Linked DNA regions of Rattus norvegicus: region 1 is linked to region 2. A link is a contact called in public Hi-C data. All regions are on one chromosome and are shown on one strand. Each heading gives the region's core, a stretch centred on a gene start, on an enhancer-like site or on the middle of the called end of the contact. The rest is flanking DNA. Distances are from core to core; before and after follow the strand shown. Region 1 overlaps Tram2 (translocation associated membrane protein 2). Region 2 overlaps LOC102549795 (a long non-coding RNA gene).

Region 1 (5,570 bases), core at 403-2,902, 53 kb after region 2:
ATCTTAAGTAAGAATCAGCCCCTCCCCGAGATGTGCTTTCTAAATTCTAAAGAACTGAGCTAGGGAGATGGGTCTGTGGCCAGTGATCTCAGAGTTCCCAGTGCGATAGCTATTGAGAGTCTCTACCTCAAAGAAGACACGGACTGAGCCAAGGTTATCCTCTGCTCTCCCTGTGTACACCATAGTATGCTCCCCCCCTCACACTCGAATATGTACATACATACTGTCTTAGTTCTGGTTTAATTGCTGTGAAGAGACACCATGACCAAGGCAACTCTTATAAGGGACAACATTTCATTGGGGCTGGCTTACAAGTTCAGAGTAGAGTCCATTATCATCAAGGCAGGAAGCATGGCGGCATCCAGGCAGACATAATGCTGGAGAAGGAGCTGAGGGTTCTAGCATCTTGATCTGAAGGCAATCAGGTGAAGACTGACTCTTATACTTTGGCAAGTTGAGTGACAGTACCCAGAGCATCCCAAGAGTCCCCAGGAATCTGTATTTTCTATTCTCACTGCCTCCCTTATTAGATGGAAGCTCACAGAAGCTAAGGCCTGCACCTGTCAATCTTTCACAGATGCCTATAGTCGGTAGCACATGAAAACGCTTCTCGGTCTTTCCCCAATGGCTTTGGGCTTCTGCTGAGATAGAGATGATCTTTTAGTTTCTCTGCCTCCCCTTTGAAGCGGCAGCACTCATACCCCCTCTGTCTTTCTTAGTCAGCATTCTATCACTCTGAAGAAACACCGTGCCCGTGGCAACACTTACAAAGGAAAGCATTCAATTGGGGCTTGCTTACAGTTTCAGAGGGTTAGTCCAGCGCTGTCATGATGGGGAGAATAGGAGTGCACAGGCAGACACGGTGCTGGAGACGGAGCTGCGAGTTCTACCTCTGGATCCACAGGCAGCAAGAAGAGAGCAAGAGCAAGCCACTAGGCTGGGCTTGGGCCTCTGAAACCTCAAAGCCCAGCCTGAATGACACTTTCTCCAACAAGGCCACGCCTCCTAACCCCTCACAGGTATTGCTACTCCCTAATGATTGAGCATTTGGATATATGAGCCTATGTGGGCCCTTCTCAAACTATCACACCCTCCAATCTTTGTCCTGACCACTTCTTTCTTATCTTTCCTACCAGATACCACACAGATAGGCCTTTCTATTTGCTCACTGTAGTGTCAAGGAGAAAGTGGTTGTAAGGTTGGCACATCCCTGTCCCATAAGCTTTCTTTCCGTGCCTCATCTTGCACCTTCCAAACTGACCCAGGATCGAGAAGACCTGATAAATCCTGACAAGGTAAGAAAGAGATTTCGCAGACCAAGGCTGAAGGGCATTTCTGTGGAAACATCATCCTCACTGTTCACTAGAAAGCCAGAGTGGGTCTCACTCTTCTCTGAGACCTTGAGGAGCACGAGGCCGTGAGATGCCATCAAGTACTGTATGATTCTGTCACGACTGGCATGCATGCACGCATCTTGGAGCCTGGGCTCGGGTGATGAATGACCGCTGAGTCAGTAAGCAATATTAAGAGGTGGCTGCCTTTTCCAACAAGCCACTGGAGAATGAAATCGGAATGCTCACTACCAGTCACCGGCTGCAGGGCCAGCACACTGGCAGCTGGCCACAGCTATCAGATTTAACTGAAGGAAATGCCCGAGACCGATAAGGATAGTTCATTGCTTCAGGGCAGAAAAGAAAGCTGCCTTGTGGGTAGGCTTGGTGGTGGTGAGCCTCTGGCCAACAGCCACTATTCTGTCCAGTATACATAGCCCAGATACACCAGTAGGGGGCCTTGGGCATACTGTCTGTCATTTAGGGGTTTCGCTTTGTGTCAACAGGCTTTCAACATATTCAGGACAAACCATTGTAAAGACCATTTCTCTAAATATTGTTTCCAAGGGCCCCTGGGAGTGTGGCTTTTTAATATCCTATTGGGACACAAGCACAGCATGTTTATTAAGATTAATTTAGCCAGGTATTGTGCACGCCTGCAGTCCCAGAGCCTGGTAGGAAGACTAAGCCCAAGGTCAGTCTAGTCTGCAAAGCAGTTGAGGCCAGCCAGGACAATGTATTGCAAGACCCTGTCTCGAAAGCAAATACTAAACTACCAATTTAAAGGCAGGCAGGCTGGCACATACCCTTGACCCAAGCTCTTAGGTGGCAGAGGCTAGATTGCCATTCGAAGCAAGCCTAGGCTAAAAAGCCAGTAACAGGTCAGCCAGAGCTATATAAAAAACATCCTGTCTCAAAACCAAATTATATATAGTTTTGTTTGTATCATGACCTTAACACCGTTGCCAATCACCACATCCGGAGGTGGAGGGAACCCCACATGACAGATGAGAACTGGGCTGAGCTAACGACTGGATATCACCCGGCGTGCTATGCAGAGCTGGACCGAAAGCCATTTGCACCAGTGTTTGACGCCACCAGCGCCACTCTCTTCCACCTGGAGTAAATCTCTGGATGACTTTTACCTGCTGTGGGCTTCCCTCAGCTAACTGCTATCTGTAACTACACACATCTCTTGAGCACACCCCAAGCATGGGTCTGGAAATTGCAACAGAGAGCTTCGTGCAAGAGGAGGCTGTTCACGTGATACCAGTCACCGCTGTTGCCACCATTCTTACTATACTGGGGACACTCACAGACACCAAGACCTCGGTCCCTTCCAAAGCTGAATGCTTTCCCAGGAGAGTAGCCAAAACAGAGGCCTTCCTTCTGGTGCGTCCAGCTTACATAACCTGTTAGGAAATCCCCTTTGTTGTTTTAGACGAAATAAAAACAATGCATACTACCCACAAGAATGGGAGAACCAAAGCGTCTGTCCCTATTCTGGTTCATTAGCTCCCATTACTGCTGTGAACCCACAGACCACAAACAAACAAACAAACAAACAAACAAACCCAGCCAGATATAGTGGCACACACCTTTAATCCTGCTCAGAGGCAGACGCAGGTGGATCTCTGTGAGTCTGAGGCCAGCCTGGTCAGCGAGTTCCAGGACAGTCAGAAATGCACAGTGAGATCCTGTCTCAAAACAAATAAACCAGCAAAGAACAACAACAAAGCAAAAACAAAAACAAACAAACAAACAAAAAACAAGAACAAAACAAAAAGCCCAATTACTACATAATTAAACATTTTGGATAAAAACTAAAGTTGACACGGATTTGGCTTTTCAAAGTAAAAACAAATGGAAGAATTAAGACACAGAAAAAAAAAAAACTTCCCATATACAACACACCAGTGAATCCTATCAGAGACCGTTATGACCAATACTTCTATGCCCTTTATTCAGAAAATATTTGATCATTTGTTTCAAAATGTACATTTAAAAAAATCCATACAAAACTGTAGCTTGTTTCTAAAACCAGACAGAAACAGTGGGAAAAGGACCAATAAAAATTTCACCAAAAGTAAAAAGACGCCCCTCCCCCCAGCCCTTTAATAAGAAAGCATAAATACGGTAGGTACGAATTTTCCTTGAGTTCCTTGCTGAATTTGGTCCATCACATGAACAGGTGACTGCAGAAACAGTCAATGTGTCCACATTTGCGTTGTGAGTCACGCAGGGGCACCAGCTCCAACGCTCATCCTTTCGGTGCTTGACAAACAGAGTAACCGAAAAGTGAGGTTTAATCACACATGAATCTGTACCCCAAAGAATGTCGGCACTCACCACCACAGCCAGATCCCATTGTGGGGGAGCAGGGCTCACCACTGTGACCACTGTGGCTGATTCTTGGAAACATGGCCCATCCTTTGCACAGGAACAAGAAACCCTGGAATGCCTTTGGTGGTGACGGTGATGTCAGCGACTCCAGACTGATCTTATTCCCAGACATCGACACTGTCCCAGTCTGAGGATGGTTTTTTTTTTTTTCTCTTCAACACATTTTTTATTTTATTTTTGAAAACAATGTAAAGATTTCTTAGACGATAGGGCACATTCTATAAGATTGCCACAGAAACCCACCCAAGACCATGAGAATGACAGCTAACAACGAAGGGACTGACGCTTCTGTAAGGGATGATGACACCTCCCGTAGGTCCCCTCTCTCCTGTTACTGCAGGATGCGGTAAGAGACAAAGGCCTGTGGAAAAGACCACTGGGAGGGTTATTGCACAACCCGGAATAGCGGGATATCAGGAATGGGCAGGCAGGCAAGGCAAGGGTCAGGGAGGTGGGTTGGTGCGGAACTAGGAACACGAGATAACCCTGACAGGAATCCAGGAGCTCTGCAGCTACCAGACCATAGGCACTGCCAAACAGGTTACCAATGAGCTAAGACTTGAAACCAGCGAGTACAAGTAAATACATTCCTCACACAAACTTTGGGCTACAGGGAAGTAAAACAGATGGGGAAGAGGGTGCTGTTTCTAATCTGGGGTGGGAATGAGGAAACCGAAAAAGCAGGGCTCACCACATAGGGCCAGAGGTACACAGGGGTGACCCTTCTTCCCAACCCCCAAGCTTCCCTTATGAAATAGGAAGCATGGGTGCCTGCAGCTGGGCCACCTCGAGAGTTTCCATAGCCACCCGGTCAAGCCAGAAGGCAACAGACAAGGGGAACTTAGAATAAACCAGAGAGTACACAAGGTCTTACATTATGTGCGAGGGAGAAGAGGGTCAGAACAAATGAGACAAAACTGTCAACCCATGTCCCTTTCCCCTGGATCTGTGTTGAGGTATGGTGTCATTGCCTGTGTATGCCAGTCAGCCCTAGAGCCCTGGCAGTTGGGGGGCCCAGCCATACAGTACCAGTGAAGGCCACAAGGCAATATAAGGCACTTTTACATGAAAGAACAAGGATAAGAACGGGACGTTCGTAGAGGCTGCTCGGCATGACTTTTCTTCTCATCTGCAGAGCTTTGGAAGCGGATGCAATGGAGCTAACGCTAGCATAAAAAGCCAGGGATAAATGGCGAGAAGTTGGTACCAGCATCCTCCTAACGCTAGCCATGGGCTGGAGAAGGATTCTACAGATGCTTTCAAAAGTCTGACACTGATATCCTCCTTTAAATCCTGTTCTGAGGAAAGAAGGTGTAAGCTCGGGAGCACGAGGGAGGCAGAGGACCAGCTCACTGTTCGAACTCACAGGCTTCAAGTCCATTCCACACCAGTGAAGAACAGAGGCCAGACACCAAGAATGGAAATCTGTCTCCTGGAGACACAGAGGCCCTCAGGCAGAGAAAGTTACCTAAGCTGAGACCCTATACCTCCTCCCCGTCCCAGACTTCTGCAAACTCAACCGGCTGAGAGCCATTAAAGACAAACGCCAATGGAGGTCTTCCCTAGCTGCAAGGGAGTCAGCAGGTTTCTTTAAGGATGCAGGGAATCTAAGAGAACTTTGTAGGCTTTTTGGAAAATGGGGAAAAAAAACCACTCAGAAAAAAAAAATGCCAAAGGGGGCTTAAAAGGTCTCCACCTTCAGGGGCTCTTACAGTCCCAGGAACTCCACAAAAGCATGGTGTGAGTAGCCAGAACACTGTCATCTAAATTTAAGTGACTTAAGTCCACCCTTAGGATGCACCAGATGATGCTGCCTGAAAACCATTTAGGTACGCA
Region 2 (4,984 bases), core at 2,336-4,835:
CAAAATGAGCCTATCAGTATGGTAAAGACTAGGCTAGTTTGAATATAACAACTAAGAATTTTAAAAAGGACTATGCATGCCTCTTGATTTTACAGTGGGATTTGCCACCCTGCAAAATCAGCATAATTTAAAAAAGATATAGTTATCTTGCTCTCCAAAACTAGAAATTTTGGCTGTTGCCTCTCTTAAGACCTTCAACCAAACCCAATAATATGTAAATGTCTCTGATAAAACTAAGCTACCTGTCACTAATACTTTCTCATGAATAAAATTCTTATGGGTTGATAGAAAGCCCTACTTAGTTCAAGAAGAGGGGCCCACAGGATGCATTTGGGGGTGCCTTGTTTCTCATTTCAGAATCCTGACTTTTGTTTGCCAGGGAAAGTTGTTTTCGTTGTTTCTGGTTTGAGGTGTTTGTTTTGTTTGAGATGGACCTGTGTATCCCAGGCTGGCCTGGAACTCCGGATTGAGTCTCTCGTCACAGTCCGCCAAGGAGTCGGTTGGGATTGATTACAGGCTGCACCAACACCACATCCAATTCTAATAAAACTAATTTCCAAGTTCTTAAAGATGTCAGGGTTACAATTTCAGCCCTTAAGTCTCTCCATAACATAGTGCAAGCCATGGACTGGAAGCTTGAAACAGAGTTCAGAGCCCTGATAGGAGGGCAGTGTGGCCCTCTGTCGCCCTCCATTATTGTTTGGTCACTGCTCTGTAGTTCCACCTGGATCCTCCAGAGGGCGATGTTGTCTTACTCAGTGCTCTCTCAGCGCCTGTTGCCAGGGCTTCGCCACTAGAACTATGTTTTGCTTGGTTAAAGTGTGGAATTCTTTTCTGTCTCTATAAACCTACTTACGTGAGTAATCATTAAACAGATTTTGTACGTGAATATTTTTGTCGTGTTGATCATGTAAAGAAAGCTACCCTCTTGGACCCGCCTGTTCAGGGCTGCCTGGACCCAAAGCTCATTCTAAAGTTGGGTTGTCTTTGGTCTGACACTGGCAGCTGGAAGAGGTTGAACACTACATCCATCTACAACTAGGAAGAGATAAAAAAAACTTTCAAAAATAAGTACTGCTAATTTCTCTACTTGTAGGCAGAGCAAACTACGCTTCGAAGAATCGTAGAGTTGATTTCTCTGCGGATTTCAATAAAATCGCATAAATTTCCCTAACTACGTTACAATCTTATTAAAGACCTTGGCCTTTTGAACTGATGGCCTACATTATTTTGAGATAAAATATGAATTACAAAAGGCAATCTAGAACTTTCAGGAACACAATGCCCACGTCCTTCAGGAAAGGGATGTGGGTGTTCACGTGTTAAGTTTAGAAAAAAAGTCAACTTCTTTTCTCTCAACTTTTCCATGGTCCTTATGCTGTGGTGACTCCAAGCCATAAAATTTCGTTGCTACTTCATAACTGTGATTTTGCTGTTATGAATTGTGGCATCTGTGTTTTCCGACGGTGATCCCTCTGAAAGGGTCGTTTGACCCCAAAAGGGGCCGCGACCCACTGGTTGAGAACTGCTGATCTGGAGGGAATGAGAAAGGCAGGAACGTTTCAAGAACTCATTGTAACGTTCAAAGATTTTTTTTTTTTTTTCCCTTCAGAAAAACTTCAGGGCCCAAGCTAATCACAGACCAGCTCCAAACATCTGCAGTCCTTCGCAGTCCCGCGCAGCCTGCCGCTTTTCACAATCTCACTGGAACTTCTGGTCCGGAACAGCACCTAAGTGGCAGTGGGCGGCACCGTTTCTTCCGCCGTTAGACTGAGCGGATTCCACACCGGTTCTCAGAGTGGTGTGCACTCCTCAGTCAGCCTGAGTGGATCACAAAGTCAGACCCAACGAGTTTCTTAAAATTAGTGTTGGGTCCTTCCGAGAGAAAGTTGTCTGACAATCTTGCCTGACCCTAGATCCTCCTCATGTGTCACTGGGATTGTCCCTTGCCCAAGCTGTCGGGTCCCCCACCCCAACCCACCCCCAGATAAGTGCTAAGAGTAGGAGGATGGAGCTTTACAACAGTCCCTCGGCCTTTCAAGGAGCTGCGCAAACTTCGTAAAGCGGTAGAAGGGTGGGGGGTTTTTTTTGTTTTGTTTTGTTTTTTGCTTTTTAAAAAGCAGTATCTGATTATTGAAGATGATGTAGAAAAGTGAGAAGAAAAGAATCTATAGACTCATTTAATAACCAGTGTTTCTGGGGGGAAGAGGAAAAGCTATCAAAACATTTTTCATTGTAAAATAATGCCGTGCAAAACTTCCTGGGGACGGGGTAAGGAACTAACGATTTTTAAGCAACCAATTGCTTTCATTTCATAAAGTCAAAATCAACAGTGTTCAGTTTACAGGAATACCAAGAGCTCTACTACAGTCCCTTCAGACGTTACACTATGTAGGGTAACCTGATGACGCCGGCTTAGCGAACAAGGTCGGCGGTACACTGGCTCTCCTGTTGAGAGAATTGTATGAACTGCCTCCTCGGACTCAAATGCCCAGCCAGGGCTGTGCTGGAGAGCCTTTCGCTGGATCCCAGCCAGCCCTGGCAGCCCAGTCAGCCCGTGAACTGCGTATGTGAATCCACGGAGAGTCATCCCTTAAACCGCAAGGACTGCCGTGGACCAGGCTTTGCTCTAGCCTGGGACCCAGCAGCAAAGAAAACGCACTATCCCCTTAGTTGTAGAGAAACAGAAAACGGAGTAAATGAAGTATTTGGTGTTAGAAGTAGTCGGTGCCAGGAGAAGAGGGGTGGACTGAAGGGCTGGGGTGAGTGTGCTGGTTTGGTTCGGTTTATTCTATGAGCGTGGTGTTTTGCCTTTAAGTGTGTGTGTGCTTCCAATTTGTATAGGGGCCCACGGAAGCTAGAAAAGGGCGCTGGATCTTCTGAAACTCGAGTTACCGGTGGTTGTGAGACACCACGTGGGTGCTGACAATTGACCCCCGGGGTCCTCTGCAAGAGCCACCGTCAGCTCTTAAGAGCTGAGCCATCACCCCAGCCCCTGTTTGGTTTCGAACCAGAGTCTCACGCAGTACAGATTGGCCTCATGCTTGATGGGTAGCTGAGAATCACCTAGTCGGGCTGCCTACGACTCCAGAGTGCTGTGATCAGAGACTCGGGCTTCCAAGCAAGGCTTTATGCAGTGATTCTGGCCAAAGCCTGGGCTTTCTAATCGCTGGGCAAGTACTTTATCAATTGAGTTGCATCCCCAGACCCATCAGTTGTGAAAGGGAGGCGAGGGCACTGGCTGTGTTTTCTCCACAGTGCGGCAGCTCAGGAGGAGACTGGGGAGAACAGAGTTAGGGGTTAGGACGGAGTACATAAGGCCTTAGGGGGACTTTATTGTAACTTCAGGGAATGTGGGGGCGGCTGATAGGGTCACTCAACTTTGAAATTACCACTTACTCATCATGATTCTACTCCCTTCCATCTACACAAAACCGGGGCACCGTTAAGTTCTTTGACTCGTGGGCCTGGTCCAGCAAGCTCTTGCCTTCCTGTGGGCACACTTCTGGAGATGGCAGATTGTTCCCAGACTATTTTTAAACCGCCCAGGTTGCTAGGTTCCACTTCCTAGAAAGACTTCGAACATTTCCTCATTCTGTTAATATTTGCACTGTACTCTGGGTAATTTTCTGAGCAGACGTGGAATGACACATCGTCAGCAGGGTCTATAAATAACTAAAAGCTTATATGATACTTGACTGACCCTGGGTTTTTTTCTCTCAATCCCTTCCCACGTTCCCCAATAACAAGCCTGTTAGTAGTTTCCATTTTTATTGCCCCTACTGTTCAATAAGGCATTGAGGCATAAATCATGTTAACACAGGAGACTACCTGGTTTGGTAACGGAATCTCACAGAAACTCAGGTCTTTGGATCCAAAGTTCCCACTCCTCCCCTTCAGAATCAAGAGAGCATAGAAAAAAAATGTCCCCCCACATCATCATGTGAACTAGAAAAGCTTTTGAATCTAGAGAAGGGTATGATGTAGATTGCCCCCACATCCCTCGGTAAGTAAAAACAAACCTCTGTGTGCACTTCTCTGCATTTCTGCACACACTGGCCACACTTTTCCACTGTTGGGCTGGCTGATAACCAGAGATGAAATCCCATACATGTTCAGTGCCAGGATTCAGCTATAATCCCCAGAAAGGCTCTCTAGACCATAAACCTGCTTTAAGAACCACCGACTGGTTTCAAATGATCTCTCCATCCGTCTTCAGGAGGCACAACGCTGTAAAGGGCATCCCGTTCGTGTAAACTTGAGCACTATTCCAGGCTGAGCCACCTTCTTTTTCTCAAAGACAGCGAAGGAAATCTGTCATACGTTCCATGGACTGTCTCTTGGCATCCGGTTTTGATATTCGGATAATATCACAGCCTGGCCGTTAGCAGTCGTTCCCACCGTTTCACAGTGAGCAGGATGCTGTGGGTTCTATATAAAGGCCAGCATCCTGTCTCTGGACTCCCAATCATCTCTTTCCAGAGCAGGCCACCTCTGTGTTTGGAAAGGCTTTCTGTCCACCAGAATGGAATGACATGCGCTTCGCCCCCTCAGAGACACAGAGGTAGAGAGGGAGTTCTGCTGTATCTTGAGTAACTTCTTTTGTTTTCGTCTACATTTCTTTTTTTTTTTTTTTCCGGAGCTGGGGACCGAACCCAGGGCCTTGCGCTCGCTAGGCAAGCGCTCTACCGCTGAGCTAAATCCCCAACCCCTTCGTTACATTTCTTCCGTAGTTCCCATGATCACAGACTCTCCTAGGCATCAGGGCAGGGTTCCCAAACCACAGGCAGGTCCGCTTACCCACCCTTTGTTATCCTCACCGTGCCTTTTACAAGTCCCACAAAAAGTATGCCAAAGGGATACTTCACTGTGCAAGCCCAAAGACCTGACTTCAATCCCCAGAACCCATGCTTTTTTTTTTTTTAAATAAATGGGCATCATGTTGCACACTTGTAATCCTAGTGCAGGGCATGGAGGTGGGGGA

Evidence for each region. A called contact is a pair of places that touch in the nucleus more often than the background predicts.
Region 1: a Hi-C map of the A7r5 cell line shows a contact between it and region 2, with 4 times the contacts expected there. The contact joins two enhancer-like sites. A contact is called at or near these places in 4 of 12 Hi-C or Micro-C datasets (the A7r5 cell line, Schwann cells, liver and 1 more).

The regions. Positions count from the first base shown.
Region 1 is chr9:30,912,354-30,917,923 of GRCr8, forward strand. Tram2 (translocation associated membrane protein 2) reads right to left here. Exons shown (of 11, transcript NM_001399412.1): 11 at 3,271-5,570. Among named protein-coding and RNA genes, the nearest start is that of Efhc1, 43 kb to the left of the region's middle. Within about 2 kb of position 1,653, at least 15 of the 93 cell types and tissues checked have an H3K27ac peak or open chromatin away from gene starts, as enhancers often do. A contact at or near this core is called in the A7r5 cell line, where this site is marked.
Region 2 is chr9:30,857,711-30,862,694 of GRCr8, forward strand. All of the region lies in intron 2 of LOC102549795 (a long non-coding RNA gene), which reads right to left. It also overlaps a transcript of Paqr8 not described here. Among named protein-coding and RNA genes, the nearest start is that of Efhc1, 12 kb to the right of the region's middle. Within about 2 kb of position 3,586, at least 7 of the 93 cell types and tissues checked have an H3K27ac peak or open chromatin away from gene starts, as enhancers often do. A contact at or near this core is called in the A7r5 cell line, where this site is marked.